2 separate regions of the Gossypium hirsutum genome follow, and region 1 is linked to region 2. The links are chromatin contacts, called in public Hi-C maps. All regions are on one chromosome and are shown on one strand. Each heading gives the region's core, a stretch centred on a gene start, on an enhancer-like site or on the middle of the called end of the contact. The rest is flanking DNA. Distances are from core to core; before and after follow the strand shown. Region 1 holds the start of LOC107894185 (phosphoglycerate mutase-like protein 1). Region 2 holds the start of LOC121212239 (probable 1-acyl-sn-glycerol-3-phosphate acyltransferase 5).

Region 1 (5,783 bases), core at 3,034-5,533, 170 kb before region 2:
TTCCTCTGTTGTCTCCCTAACATCAGCCTTCCAACATGTATCCTCGTCACTTTCTATCTGAATAGCGGTTCAAAAGACATTCAACAACACCTTTGAAATGACAAAGCATCTAACACATTTGGTTCAGATAACAAAATTTGAAACAATAGCCCGTTTCAGGGGCATCCTAGAGATTGAAATCACTTGCCAGTGAGAAATCAACCGCAGGAAAAAGGAATTGATAGTCACTGATATTTCTCCTCTTATCGCAAGGATGTACTCCCTGCAAAAGGGAAAAAGGAAAACATTAAGAGAAGAGACTAAGCCTGAATATATTGCAGAAATGAAACCAATTTTAAAAGACCAAAGCCTAAAGATATAAAGTAAAAAATGAACCCTGGAACTGATTTGCACTAAGTGCTATCACAAATCTGAACTTGAGCTATCAAACACCTAGTACATCGTGAGAACCCTTGACCGTAAAAAAAAGAAAAAAAGATAAGAACAATGCACTGATAGATGCTAACAACCTTGCCTAGGTTATCTGGAAGCAGAATGAGTGTCAAATATGGGGTATGTCCGTATCTATCTGACATGGGTATCTAATTTATTTCTCCTATGCTTTTCCATATATTAGGTGGATCATATGATTCACACCCTCCATATCCATATCCAAATATGTCAAACACGTGTCAGTCATAGAACAATAAGAAAAACGAAGCAGCTGATTAGCATAGGTCCTCCTGGTTAACTACTATTATTCAAGCAATCTCAAGGTTGTCCGTGAACAATACATTGAGAGGGAACCTTTACAGCAAAAAAGTGACATGAGACTAACCAAATGTTCTCGGCAAAGTTCTACTGCAACGATCGGTGGGCAGTTTAGACTTGAAATTGCAGCACGACCACTATTTCCTGCATTTGCCACCATAAGTGGCACTACATCCATCCTATCTGTATAACCATCACCACCAAATACCCCAACAGCTGTTTGCAATGTCCTAGAACATAAAGCAACCATTGTCAATTAATACATGTCTGATGATTTAATCATGTTTTTTATAAACCAAATTTAACTTCAAAGAACATCAATGTTAAATTATGATTCTACACAATAAAATATCTTCACCAAATTAATATGGAGCTTTACTAAACTAAGCTTTTACCTATTCAAAGCAGACTAACATCTTTTACAAACCATAAGAAAACAGCTTTGTTGAAGATCAAATGACTTGGAATAAATAAATAAACAAGTCATAAGAACTAATAGTGATAATCCCAGCTTTGTTGAAAAGGTTTACTATTGAATTTGGAATCAAAATTTGTGTCAACGCTTACACAGATTAACGCTAAGGTAGCTTTTGATGCTTTCCCATATTATGATTCCAATGGAATGTGATTGTCGGAAAAGTTACTTTGCAATGTTTGATATACATTGAAAGGTATTGATTAAAATCCAAGAAAGTTATATTGTTCCGTTTGGTTTAATAAGTACTTTCCTAAAATGTAATGTTAATTTACGGATTTAGCCTTATTAAATAAAATATAATATTCATGTATTTAATTTTTATAATAAACTTTATACTTAACAAATATTTGGATTAAATATTTAATAAAATTTTTTAATTGATATTTTTAATTTTTTTAGTTTATAATGTACATTGTTTCAAATTTGTCCTACATATATTTTCTAAATATAATAATGCACATATAAAATCATGTATATATACAACTTGTTTCGGAATAAATTAAAAAAAAATATTTATATATAACACTTGCGAAGAATCCGTTGAAGTAATAGAGAAAATCAAGTAGTAGGACAAAGGAAGAAGACAAAAACTTCTCTTTCTTTTTTCTTTTTTACATTTATTAATAGACTAATACCCTAAACCAATATAAAATAGGGTTAATTTTCTCTTAATATCTTTTTTACTTTCCAATCTACGTGGGAAAGTAACTCTCTCACATTTTATATGGAAAATCACATTGCCATGTTTATGGGAAAGTGACTCTGAAGGAAAAGTTAGATTTTAAGGAAAGCAAATAAAATTTGACATACCAAACATTGGAAAGTGTTTCCAACAGATTAAATTTCCAGGGAAGTGACTACTTTCCATCATACCAAACGCTATCTAAAACTTAATATGAAACTCAGTGGTTCCATTAGCATTACTCCTGTCACATTCTGCTTCAATTAACAAAAGTTCCCTTAAAGCAATATTCTAGTAAGGAAATGTTCCACAAACCTATTGAGCATGAATTATCAATCATAAATGGATTGATCCAGAAAGTTAAAATTTCATAGGCAACATGATTTAATTCTCCAAAGGGGAGAATGCGGTTATTAGATCCCTAAGCTTCCCACTCTTTAGCTAACATAGATTGAAGAATTCAGCAAATTAGAAACCTGCACGATACATATAGGTCCGAACTCCATGCATACGATGGCATAAGAAGACATATATCAAGGAAAGATTCTTAAAAGGAGTACAAAATCCTGGCACCATTACCTTAGCAAAGGGGATGTAATCACCAAATCAATCCTCTTAGCAAGGCCACATTCATGGACATGCTTACGCAAATTATCCACCTGCAGAATTACCAAAAATAAGGCTTCATATAATATTCCTCTCATAAGTATGCTTTGGATTGCAAATAAGAACATGACTTGAATGAAAATAGATTCAAAATGCGCCCAGGGACATATATTACAACACAATGACTGCTACTCACCTGTTGCCAGCCAAGAGGGGTAATGTGTGCATCAAAATATTCTGGAGACATGTATGCTTTATAGTTCTTATCTCCATCTACATTGTGGATCCCCTGAGCATGCCTCACCTGGATGTATTGTTTTATAAGACCACATTGCCTTGTTTTGCGAGCAAAAGCCAAGAAAGAAGGCAATCTTGAATATCCTTCAAACCAAATATATAGCAGCTTCAAATCTGCAGTGGATGTACTGCATTAAAAGGAAAAATAAATTCAATACCAACCAAGTGAAGAGTTTTGCAGCGGTGCAAAGGGAACAAGCTCGGGCCAGCACTGGTATCCATATCTGCAACCAATATGTAAGCTATAAATCGAATGTATGACGGAAAAAGATTGTCTAAGGAAATTAAATACCTTAAAGAAGTTCAATTAGAACAAGGATTTCAGAACTGCATACGGTCAATAGTATAATTACTTCATCAGATCAAAATATTCGTGTACAACAGCAAAAATACATGCAAGTTCAAAAGCAAAGCTAACTCAAGAATGATGCATGGCGTAAGCAGTAACCAACGTAATCAAAGACAACAGGAATCAACAAGGATTCCAAAACTGCATATAAGCAAAGTATAATTATGTCAACAGATCAATACATTCAGTTACAAATAGCAAAAATGAAATGCAAGTTTAAAAGCAGAACTAGCTCAACAACGATGTATGGTGTATGGCAGAAACCTATGTAATGCACCATGGAAACAGGAACTAACATGGCGACTACTGATACCATTATATTGGGGGAGCTCAACTGAATCTGTAATTAACATTTTACAATAACCAAGTTTGAAAACACCAAGTCAAATCTAGCTTTTAGGTGTCGTATTGACACCTTAATATGTATTTATAATTATATTTTGTCAAAAAACCTCCAATTTCTAAGGTTTGCTTAATTCATGAATATCATAAAAAGAGATCCAAAATACTTGAAAAAACTAGAGATCCCATCTTGTAATAAGTTCAGTGACAACTAGAGAATTCAAAAGGCAAAGGAATTTGCCCCAGAATCAACTAACCCAGAAGCTAAAAAGCACTAAAAGTAATTCAAGCTGGTGTCTTTCAGAGAAAAACCACAGATTTCCAACAAACCCACTTTTTTTTTCTTCAAAAAGTCACCAAATCTGCACCTTCAGGCAAAACCCATAGAACAAATTTAAAAAAAGAAAAACATACTGAATCAAACAAGAAACATAGTAACATAAAACCCAAAACAAAACCCATAAAATTTAAGACTTTTGGATGCTAATCTAAATAAATAAAAAACTGAAAAAGGAAAAAAAAAGGTATGGACCAAGCTAGAAAACATCAAAAAGGTGGGAAGTTGATAGGTCTTGAGGGATCTAAGAAGTAACCAGATGGGTGTTGCGAGAGAAATTGAAGATGTTGACTGACTCCGACTGGGACCTTACTGCAAACAATAATAGAGGAAAGGGATGATGAAGAAGACACAAGAGTTGGAGAATTGGGTCGATGACGTGGAAAACAATGACTGCAGTTTACTCCGATAGACATGGTGCTGTGATGCTGTCTTGTACTGCTTCCTATACACCATTTTAATTTAAGAATAAAATAATATGTACCTAAGATTAAAAATGAGATTAATTATTATATTGGGTGAGATTTAATACTATAATACTTAGTGAGAATAAAAATGAAAATTATTATAGAATATATTAGTATAAAATTAAAATTATTTTTAATAAAATTTTAAATTGTTAAACCTTTATAAACGTAAGAAATAATTGAAAACTACTATAATTACATTTATATCAAATAATGACTTTATTAATAACTGGCTAAAAAATAATAAAAATGTTAGAAATATATTATTGACACATTATTTTAAATAAAATAATTACATAAATCTATTTTAGAAAAAAATCATTATTTATAATTAAAAAACACAAATAATATAATTATAAATGAAATATTTTTTTAAACTTATTACAATATAAAAAAGAATTTGTTTTTTTTATTCTGTCTACTTTTATAGCACGTTTTCCGTTTGTTTTTATAGCCTATATTTTCTTTGTTTTTTCTTCTTCTTGTAATTTTTTTTTTGGATTTTCTTCCATTATCTCATATATTTCTACAGGTTTTCATTTAGTTGTATAACGGAGAACAAGATAACATGGTTATCCATTGGAGGAAGCATGGCAGATCACGTTGGAGGGAAATGAAGTGGTTTCAAACACTGAGTTTTGTCTAGTAGGTAATTTCTTAACTATAAGTTTTATATATTTTCAATCCATAGGCAACACTATGGTGAATCTATGGTATCCCATGGGGGTATGGCGATTACTAACATTGGTGAGAAAATATTTCAATTTTGATTTTTCTATGAGGTGGATGTTGATAAAGTGGCGGATGGTGACTCTTGGACATTTGACAATCACCTTCTTGGGTGTCATAGGTTGTCTAATAGTGAGGATATCTCTTTTTGTTGATTTTTAAGTCCAAATTCATGATATTCCAAATGGCCTTATGTTTGGAACGATGGTTAAACAATTTGATTATTTCATTGGCTCTTATATTGATTATGATGCAAAGTCGATAACATGAGGGTATAGAAGTTGTACAAGGATTTGAGTAAAGGTAGATGTTCACTTTTTATTGAAACAAAAGAAGCAAATAGTCATTATAAGGGTCAAATTTTCGTTCGATTCTAATATGAGAGATTATCATTATTTTGTTTTTTTAGTGAAAGACTTGGTCATAGTGAGAATTTTTATCTGATTCGAATTTTTCAAGGAAAGAAAGATTTGGTGATGGAATGAGACCTTTCAATCGAAATTGCATCAATGAAGGCTAGTCGAGTTTCCTGTATTTGGTTGAGAGATGATGGTGATTCAAACTTCCCTAATTTTAGGGAGGATGACAAGGGAAAGGAGAATTAACAATCATCTTCTTGTGTGTCATATGTTGTCTAATGGTGAGGATCCTTCATAAGTTCTTTTATCTTTTTATTGATTTCTAAGTTCAAATTCATAATCTTCTAAATGGCCTTATGTTTGTAACTATGGCTAAGCAATTTGATA
Region 2 (6,183 bases), core at 2,924-5,423:
TTATGATTTTCATCCGTCTAATTTTCTACCCTTCAATCTTCTATCATTTCAATTTTCTTTTTTACTCTACCAAATAGAGCCTTAAAATTGACAATTGAATCAATGCTAAATGATATAAAAATCAAACTCAACATTAAAGATTAAAAATTAAACCCTAAACCGTTCGATTGAATAATTTTAGATGTTAAAGAATTCTCGTCATGTTCGAATTTATCCCAATTCAATTACCATCTTGAATCGGAATTGACAGTTTTCTTGTTAAAGAAAATCAAAGTATTCACATTCGGTAATAACCCCTAACAATATTATTCAAAAAAATAAAATAAGCAACCACCACACCATATTTTATGATGGTTCGAACTTTTTGAGTTTACTTTTCAACTCCGTTGCTTTATGCACCATATCCTCATGTACAACATAGAGAATACAACAATGTGACAGTCGGACTCGTTAAACATATGATCCACTAGCGCTATCGTATCATCAAATGAGGGATAAATGACATTTCCAGTAGCCACGAAATTTGGACCACTTGGGATGCAATTCCATGTTATAATCTTTAATTACATTTCCAGTTGCCACAAGATTTGGACCACCATATTTTTTTTAATCAATTATTGGTAGAAATCCAAGTTTTCAAGTTAAAAATAGAATCAGTACAAATAACACATTCGAATAATTATAAATAAAATCAATCACTATCAAAGCACGATTAAAATGATAACCGGACTTAAATAACACTAAAATTTAAAAAAAAAAAAGTCCACACAAGATTTACACAAAACGAGATTCGAACTTTGGATATCATTAAACCAGAGAAAATTCTCTGAAGATAAATAGAAACAAATGGGCGTTGATTGATGCTTCTATAAAATGTGCGAAATGGCAAACCTTATTTAGAGATTTCATACAGTTTCTGAGAATTGGAACCTAAAATTCTACTTAATAGTACATAAGCCTTACAACAAAGTTGATATCTGAAAATAGCACATACAGGCAATTTTGACGCCCCGAAGATTCTCCGTTAGGCCACAAGCTATTTAAGCTCCCGACATGAACCTTCCCATTTGGATGATGCTGGAAGTCATGTCAAATGAAGTTTTTCCGGCAAGCACTTCTTGATGCTGCTTGTGAATGAATACCTATTGAAGTTGCATAATAATAACTTGGAAGAAATTAGGTTTAAAGACTAGTTTTGACAAAGTTGAAGATAGGTTCTGGACGGATGTTTAAATAAGTAGCCGAAACCATATAGGAACAAGATAACGATACAAAAATCTTAAACCAAATGGAAGAGAAAAAGGTTAAAAATGTGAATGCACCAGTCAAGACAAGCACCAGCATGACGTTTATGAGGCACTTGACTGTAGAGAGGTTCAATTCTGCTCCATGCAGAGGGAAATAACCTTCGGAATTGAAATTAGAAAGCAATTGATCCTTACGTTGGAATGTATCCATTAACCAAGAAGTTACTTCCCTTTCGGACAACGGGATGTCATCCAGGGTAACACACCTGATGTGAATATGAACTTCAGAAGGGTCAACCCCAAAGACGTTATCCAAGAATGATGGACAGCGATGCTTATATCCAATGGTCACATCGTAAACTGAAAACAAACCAATAGGTCATGGAAATTTGTCGAAGTGCCTAAACTGGGTTTATCAGATGAAAACTAAAAGTAAGCATTCTCCTAGCAATCAAACAGATTAGAAAGTAGAATAATCGAGTTTATCCTATGCCTAAATTTCAGTCTTACTGGAGCCTATTTGAAACCTTGGAAAAAAAATTATTTTTCATTACGCAAAAGTTAAGAACTCTCTACCTATCCTTCCATTTCTTGAATCTAAAAAAAGGAAACAGGATAGGTCTGAATTAAAATTCTTGATCAGCTCTAGACCAGACAAGAAACCAAGGGTTATCGTAAATAGGGAAAGTTCAAATCTTTCTACATTGTGAAAGGTTATCACTCTTCTCCAACCTGTGCCACATTTGGCTAAGTTCTAGCAGCTAGTGACCTTAGTTTAGGTAGTGTGCTAGGAAGGAAAGGGGGAAAAAGAAACCGATCATCTTTGTAAAGTTGTAGTTACATGAGAAACCGGTCTCTTATGCTATTGACTCCATCTCATGATGAGAAAACCTATTGCTCTACAACTACCTATCAATGCGCTAGAAGAGCCTCCACAGACAACCAATTGCTTAAAACAACAGAAGAGCATATAGAAGAAAAAAAACCTGCATCCAAAGTGCTCCTCAAATCTTCCAAGCAGGCATTAAAACCCTTTGATTTTGGAAGCAGCAAATTCTTTAGGATAGGCAAGCCATTTTCAGCTGCATATTTTTTATTTCTTAAGCACTTCTGCTCACTGCAAGGAAAAGAATAATTAAAGGCTTAGTGCACTGCAAGTGCAATAGCAAAGAACTCAAGGCAAACTAGTGATAAATTTCCAGTGTCGTGATGTTCGCATAAATTGCGATGATTCCAAAATAAAATAAAATAAAAAGACAATAGTGCACTGCAAGTGCATCAGCAAAGAACTCAAGGCAAACTAGTGATAAATTTCCAGTGTCGTGATGTTCGCATAAATTGCGATGATTCCAAAATAAAATAAAATAAAATAAAAGGAACATACGTGAAATCTGTTCCTTCTGGAAAGAGAACAAGCCAAAGGGGATCTCGAGGATCTTTGAATTTTGAAAGCATCTGGCGCATTTTTGCCTCATCAACCTCCCACTTCCTTTCCACAGGGATGAACTCCAAAATTTGGAATGACCAACCAAATACAGGTAATTTCATTAAGCTGCTCTTAAGGATGTACTTTATGTATCCCAGGGAATCTTTCCGCAATGCAAGATCCCACAGGTACATCCAGTCAACCTCAGTTCTGTGGTTGCAAATAAGTAAAACTCGTTCCCTTGCAGGAACATCATCTCCAGAAAAAATGACCTTGGTTTTGTTTATTTTCTCAAATAGAAAAGGCCATAATGCTAACCAAGAACTAAAGAAGAAAGCTGTTACTTTTCGGCTGTAATGTACGCTGAAAAGCCTCAATACAACAGTACTAAAAAAGCCACAATACACTATCATCATAAAAGCTGTTAAAAGCAACACTAGCAAACATATCAGACCCCTTAACACCCTAAGCGGGGTCAACCTACGATGCCTTGTTTCATGTTTCGCACTTGGAACTTCCATACCTTACAACTCCCAATCCGTACCTTTCAAACAAAATAAACTGCACAGACTCTATAATATGAACTTATCTACTTAGAAACTAACCGACAGGACGTCTAGCCCCAAGCGAACATGCAGAAAACACTGAAAATCAAGACACTGCAGAAAACAAAGTTAAGTTTAGTGCAATAATTCAAAAGCACTGAAAAGCGAGCTACAACATACGGAGAGCAAAGATTAATCAAATACTTAAGTTCAACCAGCATTTAAAAGGATGAAGACCAAAGGGCAACTTAGTATCAAATGATCTTCCTCGAAAAGCATGCTTGCTTCCTAAGCATAAACCTCTAATTTCTTAACAAAAATAGCAAGCCATTATTACTTCACTCTTAAAGTCAAGAAGATACCATCGAAGCATTCCTTTTTTATAAAATAAAAAAAAATTCTACATTCAGATAATGCTAACTAAGATTCAGTTAAATAAACTCTCCAAAGCATGTTCAAATAAATAAATAAATAAACAGATACAAAAAAGACAAAAGCTCGTCGTCTACCTAATCACTGAATAAATAATAAGTAGAATAATTAGTTACAAATCTTGCAAATAAAGAAACGGATCTGAATGCTGGATAAGATGTTGCTCAAAATCCACGCAAATAAAGCAAATATCCTTAAAGATCCTGTTTGGTTGCTCGGAAAATTTTAAGAACGGGAATCTTAAAAGGAAAATAAAGCAAATTCCATGGCGGCATTTTATCAGCATCAACCATATACACACACACTTATACATATATATACACTTAAAAGAAGATTAAAATTATCTGAAAATTTTTATAAAAAAATGGGGAAAGTGAGTGTTTACCTTTAAATAGTTAGGGTTCAGGTTTTTAACGGTAAATAAAAAGAAAAAAAAAAAGAATCTGCCGGAAAAATCGGAGAACTTGGGATTTTGGTCTATTTATGAAGAGTTGAGCTTAGGAGGTGGAGGGTTTAATGAAATGGACACAGAATTGAGTCTAAATTACAGATCCTGCCACTATTTATGGCTTTTTAAAAATAGAACCAAAATTTCAATTTAAAAATTAATAATTTTAAATAAAATATTAAATACATAATAAATGATGATAAATATATGCATCTAACTTGATACCTGACTTATCTCTGATAGCAGTTATACCTGAAAAAATTTTCGAATTAATAGGGTTCACGAGTTTTATTTTAACATTTTAATTAGATTTGAAATTATTTCGAATTGAATCTAGTAAAATAAAACTATAAACGAATCAAATTAGGTAAAATTATTAGAGTTAAATTAAAAAAATTAAACATGTCAAATTAAAATCTTGTTACAATATAACTATTTTCATGTTACATCACGTAAATTTAAAACCATATATATTTGAAAAAAATTTAAAGAAAAATAAGATACTTTAGTATGACAAACTTGAATCATTAATTAACTTATTTAGATCCTAAAATTATTATTTTAGAAAATTTTAAAATTTTTAATTTTATTTATATATTTTTTAGAATTTTTTTAAAAAAAATTCTTTTTTTAAATATAAATTTTGAAATTTTTATAAATATTTTGAATTTTAAAATTTATTTTTAATTTTTTTTAGAGATACTAAGTTGTTCATTTTCAACATTGATATGAACTAAAACGACAATTATACCAATTTATTATTCAAATTGTATTTTAGAAAATATTATTTATTTTTAAATATATATACGAATAGAGGCGTAATTATTTGGTAATAGAAGAGTAATTCGGTAAACAATATGTGTTAAAAAGAAATACATAAAAGAGTAAAAACATTTTTCTAGATTTTTATTTTTAATATTTATATTTAAAAATGAAAAGAATGAATAAAAATGAAAAGAATTGAATATCTTCATTCTTCATTTTTATTTCAAGATTTCTTAATTTTTAACTAAATTGACCGCATAACTCGAAATATCAAGCAAGCAACGCTTGGTTGTTGATTTTTTTGGCTAAATTCAAAATGAGCCCCTGAATTTTCTATTTTTTTTATGTAAAGTCCTTGTGTTTTTTCTTGTACCTGAATAAGAACTATAAGGTTTCTTATGTAGACAGCTTGGCAGTTAAACATGGCTTTCACAAAATTCAAAAACTGAACCATTTTCGATCTCTAATTCTCTATAGAGGATGGCTGATGAATCCCAAACTTAGTTTAACTAATTTATTTAAAAATAAAAAGTAAAATTGATCAAATATAACATTCGAATATTATCAATTGTAATTCTTTTTACGGTTGGTTGAAATTTGATGAGTACTAAAAACTTATAAAACCATCTATAAATATCAAACATTTCTTCAATATTTGTTGTATCATATGATAAAGCGCTTAATGTTTATTGAGCAAGGTTTCGAAATTGAATTAAAGTAAGGTTACGAATTTGAATCATGTGGTGTGATGGTTGTTTATCTTATCCCTTAATCATGAGGTTGATTGTTGTTTATCTTATCCCTTAACCATGAGGTTAGACATTCGATCCTCGCCCATTAGAATAGAGCACGTTTCATGGTTAGTCGTTTACCTCTTTTAGAACACTCACAACGAAGGGATAATTAGTTACTATAAACAATAAACACCTTGATTTCGACAAAAAAGAGGTTTCAAATTTGAGTTTTGAAAATAGTGAAAACAATATTAGAAAAGTTTTGCCTTTTGAATAAGATCCTATCCAGCTCAATTTCTGATTTAGTCAAGGTACATTAGTTTCGAGACATTCCAACATCGGAACAACAATAAAAATCAATAGGTTTTGACACATGAATGTCTTGTCTCGAGACACTAATAAAATATGAAATTTAAGTTCTAACTCCATTTTTGACCTTGAACAAATCATAGACTTGTTAAATAATATACTTGAATGATTGTGAATGACGATTAATTTGAATTACATGATATTTACACGTTGAACTTTGTGATACTACATCAAATTAGTCAGAGTTGCTTTAGTATCATAATATAATGTCTTATAT

What was found. A called contact is a pair of places that touch in the nucleus more often than the background predicts.
Region 1: a contact with region 2 is called in a Hi-C map of leaf, with 2.2 times the contacts expected there. The contact joins the promoter of LOC107894185 here to the promoter of LOC121212239 in region 2. A contact is called at or near these places in 8 of 34 Hi-C or Micro-C datasets (callus and leaf).

Annotation. Positions count from the first base shown.
Region 1 is chrA13:6,566,794-6,572,576 of Gossypium_hirsutum_v2.1, reverse strand. It overlaps LOC107894185 (phosphoglycerate mutase-like protein 1), which reads right to left and starts at 4,283. Exons shown (of 12, transcript XR_005907407.1): 1 at 4,098-4,283; 2 at 2,976-3,037; 3 at 2,713-2,820; 4 at 2,490-2,569; 5 at 818-980; 6 at 188-262; 7 at 1-57.
Region 2 is chrA13:6,400,005-6,406,187 of Gossypium_hirsutum_v2.1, reverse strand. LOC121212239 (probable 1-acyl-sn-glycerol-3-phosphate acyltransferase 5) reads right to left here and starts at 4,173. Exons shown (of 4, transcript XM_041084633.1): 1 at 4,036-4,173; 2 at 2,632-3,332; 3 at 2,234-2,364; 4 at 840-1,607. The coding sequence starts at 3,194. The coding sequence ends at 1,183.